3 separate regions of the Hordeum vulgare genome follow, and regions 1 and 3 are each linked to region 2. The links are chromatin contacts, called in public Hi-C maps. All regions are on one chromosome and are shown on one strand. The core of a region is the stretch at or near the end of the contact, and the rest is flanking DNA. Distances in the headings are between cores, read along the strand shown.

Region 1 (3,946 bases), core at 987-3,486, 320 kb after region 2:
ACCCTAGCTCGAAAGGGATGTTTCCTTTGAAGTTATTGTGAGTCAACTTCAAAAGGCGTAGCTTCAAACAATGCTCAATTGAGTCTTGTATTGAACCATTTAGGTTATTTGATGACAAATCTAGCAACTCCAGACTCGTCATTTTTCCAATTTCCTGTGGAATGCTTCCATGGAGCAAATTATCCGCGAGGCTTAGGTTGAACAAATTTCTTAGATTGCCCAGTGCACTTGGTAGCTCTCCTTCAAGCTTGTTTGATGAAAGATCAAGTATCCCTAGTCGAGGTAGCTGCCCCATACTTGCGGGTATTTTCCCCGTAAGGTTGTTGTTTGAGATGCGTAGCATCGTGAGGTTTTGGCATCGTCCCCATTGATAAGATAACTGGCCAGACAAATTATTTGAGCTCATATCTATGTAGACCAAATTTGGGTAAACCCCCATCTCAGAAATATCTCCTTCTATTTGGTTCCTTTCAATACGAACTCTAACTAGGCTACTACAGTTTATCAAACTTGATGGTAGAGGTCCGTTGAGATTGTTGTCATATGCAGTTAACTTCTCTATCATGCCTCCAGCGCACAATTCGGGTGGCAAGGGACCAGAGAGGTTGTTACCATCAAGCTGTAGATATTTGAGATTCATTAAGGTGCCAATTTCTTGTGGTACATGTCCGAAGAACTTATTGTCATCGAGGTACAAGGTAGTGAGCTTGGTCAAATTTCCAACGGTATTGGGGATGGAACCCGAGATTGTGTTGTTGCTAAGATCAAACAATTCAAGATTTACTAGGGAACCTAGTTCTTGAGGAATATGCCCAGAGAATTGGTTATCATATAAGTACAAGGTAGTGAGCTTGGTCAAATTTCCGAAGGTGTTGGGGATGGAACCCGTGAGTTTGTTTCGTTCAAGTGCCAAGCCTTTCAAATTCACAAGGGAACCTAGTTCTTGAGGAATATGCCCAGAGAATTGGTTATCATATAAGTACAAGGCAGTGAGCTTGGTCAAATTTCCGAAGGTGTTGGGGATGGAACCCGTGAGTTTGTTTCGTTCAAGTGCCAAGCCTTTCAAATTCACAAGGGAACCTAGTTCTTGTGGAATATGCCCGGAGAATTGGTTATCATGTAAGTACAAGGTAGTGAGATTGGTCATATTTCCAAAGGTGTTGGGGATGGAACCGGTTAATTGGTTGTTGTGAAGCGACAACACTTGCAAATTCACAAGGGAACCTAGTTCTCGAGGAGCATGTCCAGAGAATTGATTACCATAGAGATACAATGTAGTGAGCTTTGTCAAATTTCCAAAGGAACGGGGGATAGAACCCGTGAGTCTGTTTTTGGAAAGTTCCAAGTCTTTCAGATTCACCAAGGAACCAAGTTGTCGAGGAACATGTCCAGATAGTTGGTTATCCCATAGGTACAATCCGGTGAGGTTAATCAAACTCCCAAAGGTATCGGGGATGGAACCCATGAGATTGTTGTTGCTAAGTGCTAACTCATGTAGTTTCACCATGTAACCTAGTTCTCGAGGAAGGTATCCGGATAACTGATTACCATCAAGGTACAAGATAGTGAGCCTAGTGCAATTCCCTAGGCTTGTTGGAACGGAACCCGTGAGGTTGTTGGTGGAAAAATCTAACCTGGTGAGCTTCTTTAGGTAACCTAGTTCGTTGGGTATAGGACCAGACAAGTGGTTGTTTGACAAGTCCAATCCAACGAGACTCTCTAGTTGTTTTATTTGCCTCGGTAATTCACCGGAGAGTTCATTCCCCTGGAGCAGCAGGTGCCGCAGGTTTGGCAAGGATGATGCTAAAGCGGGTGGAAAGGGGCCTCTTATCTGATTGTAGGGTAGTCGGATGCTCGTGAGAGTATGCAACGCCGTGAAGTTGAGGTCTTCCAGCCTGGCTCTCAGCCGCAGCCCCCGAAGAGTGATCTCGGTGATGCTTGCTTGATGCTCGCCACACCTGATGCCGTACCAGCCGCATGGCCGTGTTGTGGTGTTTCCCCAGGACCGCAGCTGGGCCGGGGGGCTCTCTATGGTGGCTTTCCAGGCGAGGAGGGCTCTCGCCTGTTCTTCCAGGAGGGATGGTGGTGGTGCCGCCAGCGCCATGGCATGGGGAAACGACGCTAGCAGAAGGAGAGTGAGAGAGATGAACTTTAGGTGAGGGGAGGTCGCCATGGCTAGTCGCATGACAGGAGTAGCTAGCTAGAAGCTAGGTAGGTTCTTGGTTTGTGGGTGCCCATGAAACTCCACGGAGTCCTCTTATATAGTAGGGCGCACCTCCATATATAGGTGTACCTCGATCGATCTCACCATGGGACAGGAGGCGAGAGACAGCTCCGCGTACGACCCGAGACTATCACTTCCATGGAGTCATCGCAAGATGAAGACGACGTTCGAGATTCGATGCGTGGAATGGTATACGCAAATAAATTGGTGTATGTATATGCCGTGAAGGATTGGGCTCTCGTATCGTCCATGCGTATGTACGTCAAACATTCTATTATTACTCTGACTCGCTGATTGTATCTGTGTCAAAAACACACTGTGTCAAAAACACACTGTGTCCACGTAAATTGGATCCTGAGAATCATATATATATACTACAAGAGTAGATTTTTTTGGACTGGTATAAACGCTGATCCAGACAGGTCGTACGATGCCCTGGAGCTCCATGGTAGGTGGGGAGGTAGGTTATTATCGGGTTTGTGCCGGTGGAGCTCCATGCATGGAGTGTCGATCTCTTCTTATAGGGAGGGCCTCTCATCATGGGGCCTGAGGGGAGAGACAGCCGGAGACTAGCACTTTCATGGAGTCGTGGGAGGAAGAAGACGAGACTCACTCACTCCGTGCGTCCGACTCCGACGCTGCGTGGATCGTCGTCGTATGCTTGCGTGGTATACGCGCGCGGACTGGTGTATGCCGTACGTGAAGGGCTGGGCTCCACGCCTCCGTTTTGGTGATTCAAGTAATCTTTGGAACAAGACAGCTGCCACATTAATTAGTACTATCATAAAGAAAAGAAAATTAAATATTACAAAAAATATTATATAGGAAAAATGATTTGTTCTGAAAATTGGTCACAATTTTATAGTAATATTTATTTTGGTCAATAATAATTCCTATTTTTGAGCGGGGGAAACATCCACATAGGTGCATTGCCAAAAAACAATTGTTTCACAACGCCCAATATCATGGGCCATGCAGAGCGGTGTGGAAATGAAAATGGGTCACCATTAAAACGCACCAAAATATACCACCTTCGACCCATGATCAAAACATTTCAAGAAGAATGCTCAGAAAATGAACCTCATCACAATTGCTTATGGAACTGCTGCTGGTCGGTGGAAAGGCTAACGGTAGGAGGGGGATCGCTGTTGGTCGAACCATCACGACGACGGCAGATCTCCCTTTAATAGTAGAGAGATATATATGTGTGCAACAAAACTCACGAGGTTAGTAGTTGGGTTTGGTGGACGCACAGCCTCCACGTCTCCTCCATGGTCGTGGCTAATTGGATTTCTGACGATTCATTTTGTTTGTTGGACACATAATTTAGCGCCGACTTTGCCGTTTGTGACTGCTTCATTAATTAACTAACTCCCAACGTCTGAAAATATTTATCATAAAAATAAATGTATGCAGATGTATTTTATTTTTAGATACATCCATTTTTATCCATTACGACATGTTATGAAACTTATCAAGTTTCTGCTAGCATGGCATAGTTCGTGTTCTTGTCGGTCGACGTGCTTGTTGCAGATGCTGACGCAGTCGAACCGCCGCCTGTCTGCTGCAAGGCTTGGGGTGGACGGAGCTTGCTCTCCCGCGCTGAATAGATGGACTAAGGCAGTGGCATACCTAGCGGTTGTGCCTGGTGTGCCCCGGCAGACCCGGAATTTTGGGAAACAATTTTCACCATGTAATAACAGTTAGTTTTCAAGGCCACCC
Region 2 (4,220 bases), core at 1,125-3,624:
GATCCTCAAAATTTATCCCAAGCAATCGGAAGACATTTTTTCGTCTGATATGAAAATCTGAGACAATTTTGGTGCTCCAAGTATGAACAGAGCAGGAAACAAGCAGTTAACATACATGGGATTCTGTTTGTTCATTCACTGCAAATAAATTTATGTTCCTTCTGAGTTATATAATTATTACACCTTCCGTATCTGGAAGCAATGCACTGACGTATACTAGTATCGAGTTCCCTCTTTTTTTTTTCCTTTTCCAAGTATATATACAGTTTGTGTGAGTTCTAAAGATACATTTCCATGTACATAACACAACCTAACACGGATTAGAAGGATAGATAATAGCCCTTCCTTCCTCCCTGATCGCTATAACAAATTATCCATCCATCATACACATGTGCAACAGGAGAAGGGCTAACCCAAATCAAATGTACATACATACCGGCGGCTCCTGAGTCTCCTACAAGAATATATCGTCGACGCCCACGGCGGTTGACGGTGGCGCATCGTCCTCCTCCTCCTCCATCTCGGGCTCGGGCTCCATGCCAAACTCGGGGGAGTCGATGTCGGCGAGGTTCTTGAGATCAACAACGGATAGCTCGTCGAGCCGCTTCACCACGAGGTCGGCGGCGCTGAGCTCGTAGGCGGGGTGCTTGCTCGCGACGGCCACGCACTTCATGCGGGCGTCGTGCGCGGCCTCCACGGCCGAGTTGGAGTTGCCAAACACGACGCAGCGCTCGGGGATGAAGCCAAGCAGCTGCGCGGCATAGAGGAACAGCTCGGGGTCGGGCTTGCCCCGGTACACGTCCTCGGCGGCCACGACGGCGTCGAAGAAGCCCCGGGCGCCGACGGCCTCGATGGCCGCCTCGACGGCCTTGCGGGGCCGCGTGGAGGCGACGGCGAGGGGGATCTTGTAGTTGACGAGCGTGCTCATGAACTCCCTCGACCCGTCCCGCATCTGGCTGGCCGCGCCGCGGAGCCCGCCGTGGATCTCCTCCTTGCGTGCCGCCAGGCGGCGGAGCTCCGAGGGGTCCCGGGACCAGCAGAGAACCTCGGAGACGGCATGCTCGGCTTTCATCCCCTCGACCCGCCGAAGGACGAATGCTGGCGGCGGCGACTTGCCCTCCTCCTCGGCCAGGGTCAGCCACGCCTGCCGCTCCAGCCGCGTGTCGTCCTCCACAACCACGCCCTCCCACTCGAAGATGACGCCGACCCAACCACAGCCCATGCGCTCGAGACGCATCAGGGGGTTGTGCAGGCTGGGGTCGTCGGCCCTGTTCCGTGGCGGCCACGACGGCGTTGCCGCTGGGGGAGCATCATCGGTCCCCAGGCCGCCGGTGTCGCCCTCTCCCGGGATCCCCCGGAACTCCTTCCGCGGGACGGCCTCCTTGGTGAACCCGACCGCGGCCAGGGCCCTGGCCGGCCAGTCGGCAAGCCGCCTCGCGGGCTGCCTCGTGGGCACCACCCGTGCCACGAGGCGGCGGCCGGCGAAGGCAGTGCCCAGGTGGCGGCAGCTGACGACATGGAGCGTCCTGCGCGCGTGGATCCCCTTCGGCCGGTGGTGGTCGAAGGGGTGGTGGGCGATGAAGGAGGTGCTGGCGCTGACCGTGTCCACCATCATCATGGCTGCCGCTGGATCCGCCCGAATCGCCCACCTACCGGTCGATCAATCAAGAAGGAGGAGGGAGAGCCAAACGACGAGATCCCTGAGCCGCCGGGCAAATCCTTCCTCCGCCCCAACCCCTCCGCCGTGTCGCTGCTGATTCCGATTCCGATTCCGCTCTGCAAGAAGAGGAAGAAGCAGGAACGAAACCCGGTCAGAACCCAATCCGCCGCAGAGAGAAGAAGAAGAAGAGAAAATCCATGGCAGGAATCGAAGGAAACAGAGCAGCCACGGGAGCAGCCAGCACCTAATAATAATTCTCTCAATCAACGGGGAGGCAGGCAGCAGATAAACAAAGAAAGACAGAAAGAAACCAAAGCAAACGCGGATGGATTCGATTTGGGGATTGTTGCGCCGATCTTTCTATCTATAGATATAGGTGGCCACCGCTCCGCTGGATTCGATTCGGTTGGGTTGGGTCGGGTCCTCTCCGAGGGGAGCTGGGCGGAGCGGAGGGGAGAGGATAAGGGACCGTACCGTGGGTTCCCGGCGGCGAGGGAGGCGGTGGGTGGATTGGGGAAGGAAGCAGGCGACCGGAGATAGCTTGTGGTTCGTTCCTTCCTTGGTCTCTTCTTCTCCGCCACGCGATCGATTGATTGGTAGAAGGAAAGGAAGGATTTTTCTATTGGTCTCTGGTGTCCGGTCCCGTGGTGGTGGTGGTGGTGGTGGTGGTGGTGGAGGAGGAAGGAGAGACGAGTCCCCGGCCCACGCGCGACACGTCGCCCAAACGTGCGGCCCTCCCGCGGCCATGGAATTACCCGGCGGCTTCCTACTTTTTTTTTTTCCTTCTCTTCCACCCGTCGAAGCGGGTCGGCATCTACAAACGATTTTGATGGCAAGTCCTTTTACAAAAATCCAAGCTATCTACTAAGCGAAGCCAACACACATCCAAGTTGTTTTGCGATGCTCAACTACAGAAAGAGTAGCCGTAAAGGAATATTACGTAACACCCTAAAATTTTAATCATGGTTTTATTTATTTTAAAATTTGGCCATGACATTTTTAAATTTTTGTTTTGGGGCTTTTCTATGGATTTCAGATCCATTGCTTTTCTCTGAATTATAAAGATTTCTCCTCCCGGTAGGAGTTTTTGAAAAATATGTTATGACTTGAATGCTGGCCTTAGTATTTCTTCTTTCATTTGGCAAGTTCAGTGAAAGCCTTTTTATAAATATTTTTGCCAAGTTGCATTTATTCAAAAATGTCTTTTGATTTCTTTAAGGGCCTAATTTGAACTGTAACCATTTGGTAACTTCATTTAAAAATTTCACAAAAATTTGTTGATGACCTATGATGTTCCTCGATCAATCTTATGGAAAAAAAACCTAGCCAAGTATTTTGGAAAAATCGAGTACATTATCTTCTTTTCTATTCGGTCCAATTTGGTGTTTTGAACTACAACCCCTGGATATACTCTTTCAAAAACTCAAAAAAATGGGAGATGTCAAGGGGTGCATACAAATCACTTTTATGCAAAAATCCACTTTGGTCTTTTTAAAATGTTGAGCACCACATCCTCTTTTCTGTTCTGGACCAGTTTGCCAGTTTGCACTGCATCCCTATTATTTTCTGCACCAAACACATGTAGAGGCATTTTTTGAGACCATGTTATAACACCATTTTAATTCTGTCAGGAACTGAACTTTTACAAAACTTGCACTAGGAAGTTTTTGTTTTGCCAAAACCAACCATGCCATCATCATTAGCTTCCAATTTTGGTTGGGAGCAAGACCATATAGAAGCCCATGGCAATCAGTCGAACACCTTATATCCCTGACCAGAATTGGCATGCTTTTTAGTATGTACTGTGAAGTTGCCCTAATAACCAAGCCAACATGTCCACTAGCCCTACACCACTCTCATCAATGGATCTGGTAAGTTTCATTTGCACCCAAGCCCTCTAAGACACTCTGGCATTCTGTCGAGCAGGTGTCGTGTGTGCATAGAGCGCGAGCAGAGCGCACATATTGCACGCACCCGCAGCCGTGTCGTCGCGTCCCACCTACAGCAACCCGACCCTTGCTCGCTCGAAGAAACACGCTCCGACCCCTCCTAGGCCGCAGAGACACTCCGACAACCCCGGCGTCGCTCACGGCCGCCGCAGCAGCCACCTTGGCGGCTAGCCGACGACAACTTCTGCCTTCTGCCATGGCAGCACCACCTAAGTGGCCGCAACTTGCTAGCTCGCCAACATGAGCACAAGGGGGCTCGTCCGCTAGCACCCTGACATCGCCGGCCATCGCCACGTCGTCTGCAGCCAACAGTGGCGGGCAGACGCCATTCTTATCCACGGCCGTCGTTGAACCGACCTTGCCGCCTATTTAAGGGACCCCCCAGGCTCAAACAAACCATCAGACGACCCCCTGCCATCCCTCTCGAGCTCCCATAGCAAGCAATCGACCGGGGGAGATCATCTTTAGCACATCCGGTGGTTTCGGCCGCCACAGCACCCCGGTCAAATTCCACCAAAATAGAGCCCCACTCGCTCCTCCCGCGCCACCATCCGCTCTACCTCAACCCCGCGGAGCCACCCCACCTCTCAGCATGGACCAAGAACCACCCT
Region 3 (4,360 bases), core at 176-2,675, 300 kb after region 2:
TCTTGAGGAACATCTCCGGAGAGTAAGTTACGGTGAAGGTACAAGGTAGTGAGCTTGTTCAAATTTCCAAAGGTATCGGGGATGGAGCCCGTGAGTTGGTTGTTTTGAAGCAACAGGTGTTTGAAATTCAGCAAGGAACCTAGTTCTCGAGGAACAAGTCCAGAGAGTTGGTTATCATATAGGTACAAGGTAGTGAGATTGGTCAAATTTACAAAGGTATTGGGGATGGATCCCGTGAGTGTGTTGTTGCTAAGAGCAAACAATTCTAGATTTACTAGGGAACCTAGTTCTTGTGGAATATGCCCGGAGAATTGGTTATCATGTAAGTACAAGGTAGTGAGATTGGTCATATTTCCAAAGGTGTTGGGGATGGAACCGGTTAATTGGTTGTTGTGAAGCGACAACACTTGCAAATTCACAAGGGAACCTAGTTCTCGAGGAGCATGTCCAGAGAATTGATTACCATGGAGATACAATGTAGTGAGCTTTGTGAAATTTCCAAAGGAACGTGGGATAGAACCCGTGATTCTGTTTTTGGAAAGTTCCAAGTCTTTCAGATTCACCAAGGAACTAAGTTGTCGAGGAACATGTCCAGATAGTTGGTTATCCCATAGGTACAATCCGGTGAGGTTAATCAAACTCCCAAAGGTATCGGGGATGGAACCCATGAGATTGTTGTTGCTAAGTGCTAACTCATGTAGTTTCACCATGTAACCTAGTTCTCGAGGAAGGTATCCGGATAACTGATTACCATCAAGGTACAAGATAGTGAGCCTAGTGCAATTCCCTAGGCTTGTTGGAACGGAACCCGTGAGGTTGTTGGTGGAAAAATCTAACCTGGTGAGCTTCTTTAGGTAACCTAGTTCAGTGGGTATAGGACCAGACAAGTGGTTGTTTGACAAGTCCAATCCAACGAGACTCTCTAGTTGTTTTATTTGCGTGGGTATTTCACCGGAGAGTTCATTCCCCTGGAGCAGCAGGTGCCGCAGGTTTGGCAAGGATGATGCTAAAGCGGGTGGAAAGGGGCCCCTTATCTGATTGTAGGGTAGTCGGATGCTCGTGAGAGTATGCAACACCGTGAAGTTGAGGGCGTCCAGCTCCGATCTCAGTCGCAACCCCCTTAGAGTGATCTCGGTGATGCTTGCTTGATGCTCGCCACACCTGATGCCATACCAGCCGCATGGCCGTGTTGTGGTGTTTCCCCAGGACCGCAGCTGGGCCGGGGGGCTCTCTATGGTGGCTTTCCAGGCGAGGAGGGCTCCTGCCTGTTCTTCTAGGAGGCGTGGGGGTGGTGCCGCCATGGCCCCGGGACCGGGAGACGAGGCTAGGAGGAGGAGGGCGAGCCAGACAAGCTTTAGGTGAGGGGAGGTCTCCATGTCCATGGCGGCTGGAGTAGCTAGCTAGGTTATTGGTTCTGTGCCAGCTGTTAAACTGAACTGATCCGTGGGAGTGTTGATCTTATGTAGGTGCACCTCTCATCGATCATGCTTAGGTGAGAGAGACTAGCACGGTAGCACCCAGTCGTTCCAACAAGACGGCAACAAGAATGCTGTACGTACGCTGACTGGTCTATGGCGTCTATGGCTGGAATTCTGTTACTCTCTCTCAACTAAACTGCTCAAGTATCAAAAAAATGTGTCCACGCAAAAATGGATCCTGGAATTAATTTTTGTCTGTGGGCTGCGGCGTAGATTTATTGGCCTATCGCTGTTAGTGGAGAATCGAGAAATTAAGTCGCTGGTTGATTCCCTGCTGAAAAATACACTGCCGATTTATTGGACTACTTGTGAGTGATATGGTTGGACTCTGACTCGAGGCTACAACACTTGGACAGCAGATGTTGTGCTTCCGGCAGCATGCAAAGGGAATATATATATATATATATATATATATATATATATATATATATATATATATATATATATATATATATACAACAACATGCCGACATGCATGTTTCTCGATCGAGTTTAATTTACAAGTAATGTATACGATTGTGTTGTACTACCACGTAATCTGTCATCTGTGTGCTTGAAGAATGTTACTATTTATTATTACTAGATGATGCCCCGCGCGTTGCCGCGGGAATTTTGTAGCACATGATGTTAAGAAATAAATGCAAAACTATTAAGTTGAATAATACTGGATGATGGTATTGGATACAAAATAAACTTCTGACGTCTCACTCGATATCACATTTCTCTAGGTTTACAAAGTATATATAAACCGTCTAACAAACCACTTGTATTACCCTAATGATGTCCAACATGATGTAAATCAAGGCATGCTAATGAAAAATTGGATATACTGCTTGATAATTGAAGCGCCTCCTAGGTGATATTTTATAGTGACATAACTGCCTTATTGTAGCCAACGCTTGCTATTTTGAACTATATTTATAGTGACATAACTGCCTTACTGTTAATAATTTTCGTTTATGTGTCATAACACTTCTTAACTGGATTATATGGGTATGTAGAGTAGAGATGGCCAAAGTATTTTCCATCTGAGCATATATGGCAAATCAAGACATGTTTGCATCTTTTCTGCACCTTTCTGTAGACATCCATGAGCGTGTATGGCAAATGTGAGATATATGTATTTAAATGTGGGATACCAACTGTCCGGAGGAATAATAGAGGAAACTCTCTCATACATGAACACTGCAATGCAATTTGAGAATACACAAAATTAATGCAAAATCAAACAGAATATTGTTGATCAAAATCTATAGAAAATTTGTCCTATATGCCTTTGTTGAAGTAAATAAGTTAACTAACCTGCAAAGGAAAAAAATAAGGATACACAAAATGGATGCTAAAGCAAACTGAATACTGTTGGTCAAAATCTATGGTAAAATTGGTCTATGTCTTCGTCGAAGTAAATAAGTTAACTGACCATTCACAATCTCCTTAGTAGCGTCATCTTGGTAAACTGTAACTGTGCACATCATATACTGAACCATACTATGATGGGTGATGTGTAAAACAATTATTCAGTATATATCAAGTATATAGATGAGTATTGTACTTGATTCTTGGTTCTATTAATCCTGGGGAAAATTTAAATGGTATTCTTTCCCGTCCACATCCTCTGAAATAACAATGAAGGGTTAAATAAATAGAACCTTAGTCCAGTTATTTTGTGTGTAGAGGTCATCGCTATTATATGAACCAAGTGAGTAAGCAAACACGATTACTTTGTTTCCTGAAATTTTATTTACAGCCCACAACATGCCAATGTCATGGCAAAAATTCTGAACGGAACACATCTTCAGAAGAAAAAAAGAAAGATCAGGATCTCTCACCTTGTCATATGCCAATGCTCACAATTCCATCAATTTTGGACGACAGAATAGAAACCCACAACATGAGGGGAAATAAATAGGAAAAAAGCAGAAATGCATTTTTTAGAGGAAATAGATGGTACTTTCTCTATTCTGTTGAAGAAAACGAAGAGGGAATGAGCAGGGATCTGGGCGCCGCCGGGCTGAAAAGCTAGTGATGTTTACCTTGGTTCCCAGATCTGACCGCCGTGAATAAAACGAAACTCGCCTGTCAAATAGGTCTCAGATTGTTATCTCCTTGATCTCCTCATGGATTCTTCGTCCTTGTGAAAGCCAGGAACATTGTTTGGGAATGGGAGTGATGCACATGTGGTGGGGCTTTAATAAAAATAACGATCCGAAATCAATGGATAGTACTCCTTTTGGCCCTAAACACCTGAATTGTGTGAGAGTTGAGACTTCAGAAGTTAGAACATTGCTTGAACATCTTTGTAGAAGAAAGTAACACTGAAAAAGAAAAGATAATAAGGCAGATCTAGCTACTTGTTCGGTGCGTGTAGTAGCAGCTAGCAACGTATGACATAACTAATCTCAAGTCCAAATAAGAAATCATCTAAATTCGGAGAAAGACGTATAAGTAATTAAGGGAAGAAAACGCCATGGCCACCACTACCAAATAATTCAATTTGAAAACGCAAGCATGTGTTCAGATGCGAGCAGCCAAAGACCTGATGTTGCAACCTCACAATGATGTAGTTGACGTACCGGAGTGAAAGCTAGGAGATTGACATTCATAGTAGAATTCACCGGCGGTAGGCAGAATGCGGGAACAAAAGTGGACGAAGACTTGTGCAAAGGGAACGCTATGAAGCATGTGCGCATTGGTGGTGAATGGTTGATGAACCGATGGGCGGCCGATCGACTGCCTCGTTGCTTTAATGTGTGTGGGAGCATAGGAGGATGAAACGGCTGGAGTGGGTCGGGCGATAAATGAAACGATGGAAACTTACAGCATCGTGAAAAAAGGACGGAGTTTTCCCAAAAAAAATATGATGACATCATCTGATGATGTGG

The links. A called contact is a pair of places that touch in the nucleus more often than the background predicts.
Region 1: a Hi-C map of leaf shows a contact between it and region 2, with 7 times the contacts expected there. The contact joins the promoter of LOC123446835 here to the promoter of LOC123446827 in region 2. A contact is called at or near these places in 1 of 6 Hi-C or Micro-C datasets (leaf) and 1 of 1 datasets of contacts at active chromatin or transcription factors (embryo).
Region 3: a contact with region 2 is called in a Hi-C map of leaf, with 5 times the contacts expected there. The contact joins the promoter of LOC123446833 here to the promoter of LOC123446827 in region 2. A contact is called at or near these places in 3 of 6 Hi-C or Micro-C datasets (leaf and seedling).

What each region holds. Positions count from the first base shown.
Region 1 is chr4H:2,001,276-2,005,221 of MorexV3_pseudomolecules_assembly, forward strand. It overlaps LOC123446835 (probable leucine-rich repeat receptor-like protein kinase At1g35710), which reads right to left and starts at 2,237. Exons shown (of 2, transcript XM_045123374.1): 1 at 1-2,237. The coding sequence starts at 2,185.
Region 2 is chr4H:1,676,339-1,680,558 of MorexV3_pseudomolecules_assembly, forward strand. LOC123446827 (5-amino-6-(5-phospho-D-ribitylamino)uracil phosphatase, chloroplastic-like) reads right to left here and starts at 2,375. Exons shown (of 2, transcript XM_045123369.1): 1 at 2,135-2,375; 2 at 215-1,776. The coding sequence starts at 1,618. The coding sequence ends at 455.
Region 3 is chr4H:1,975,814-1,980,173 of MorexV3_pseudomolecules_assembly, forward strand. LOC123446833 (probable leucine-rich repeat receptor-like protein kinase At1g35710) reads right to left here and starts at 1,426. Exons shown (of 2, transcript XM_045123373.1): 1 at 1-1,426. The coding sequence starts at 1,382.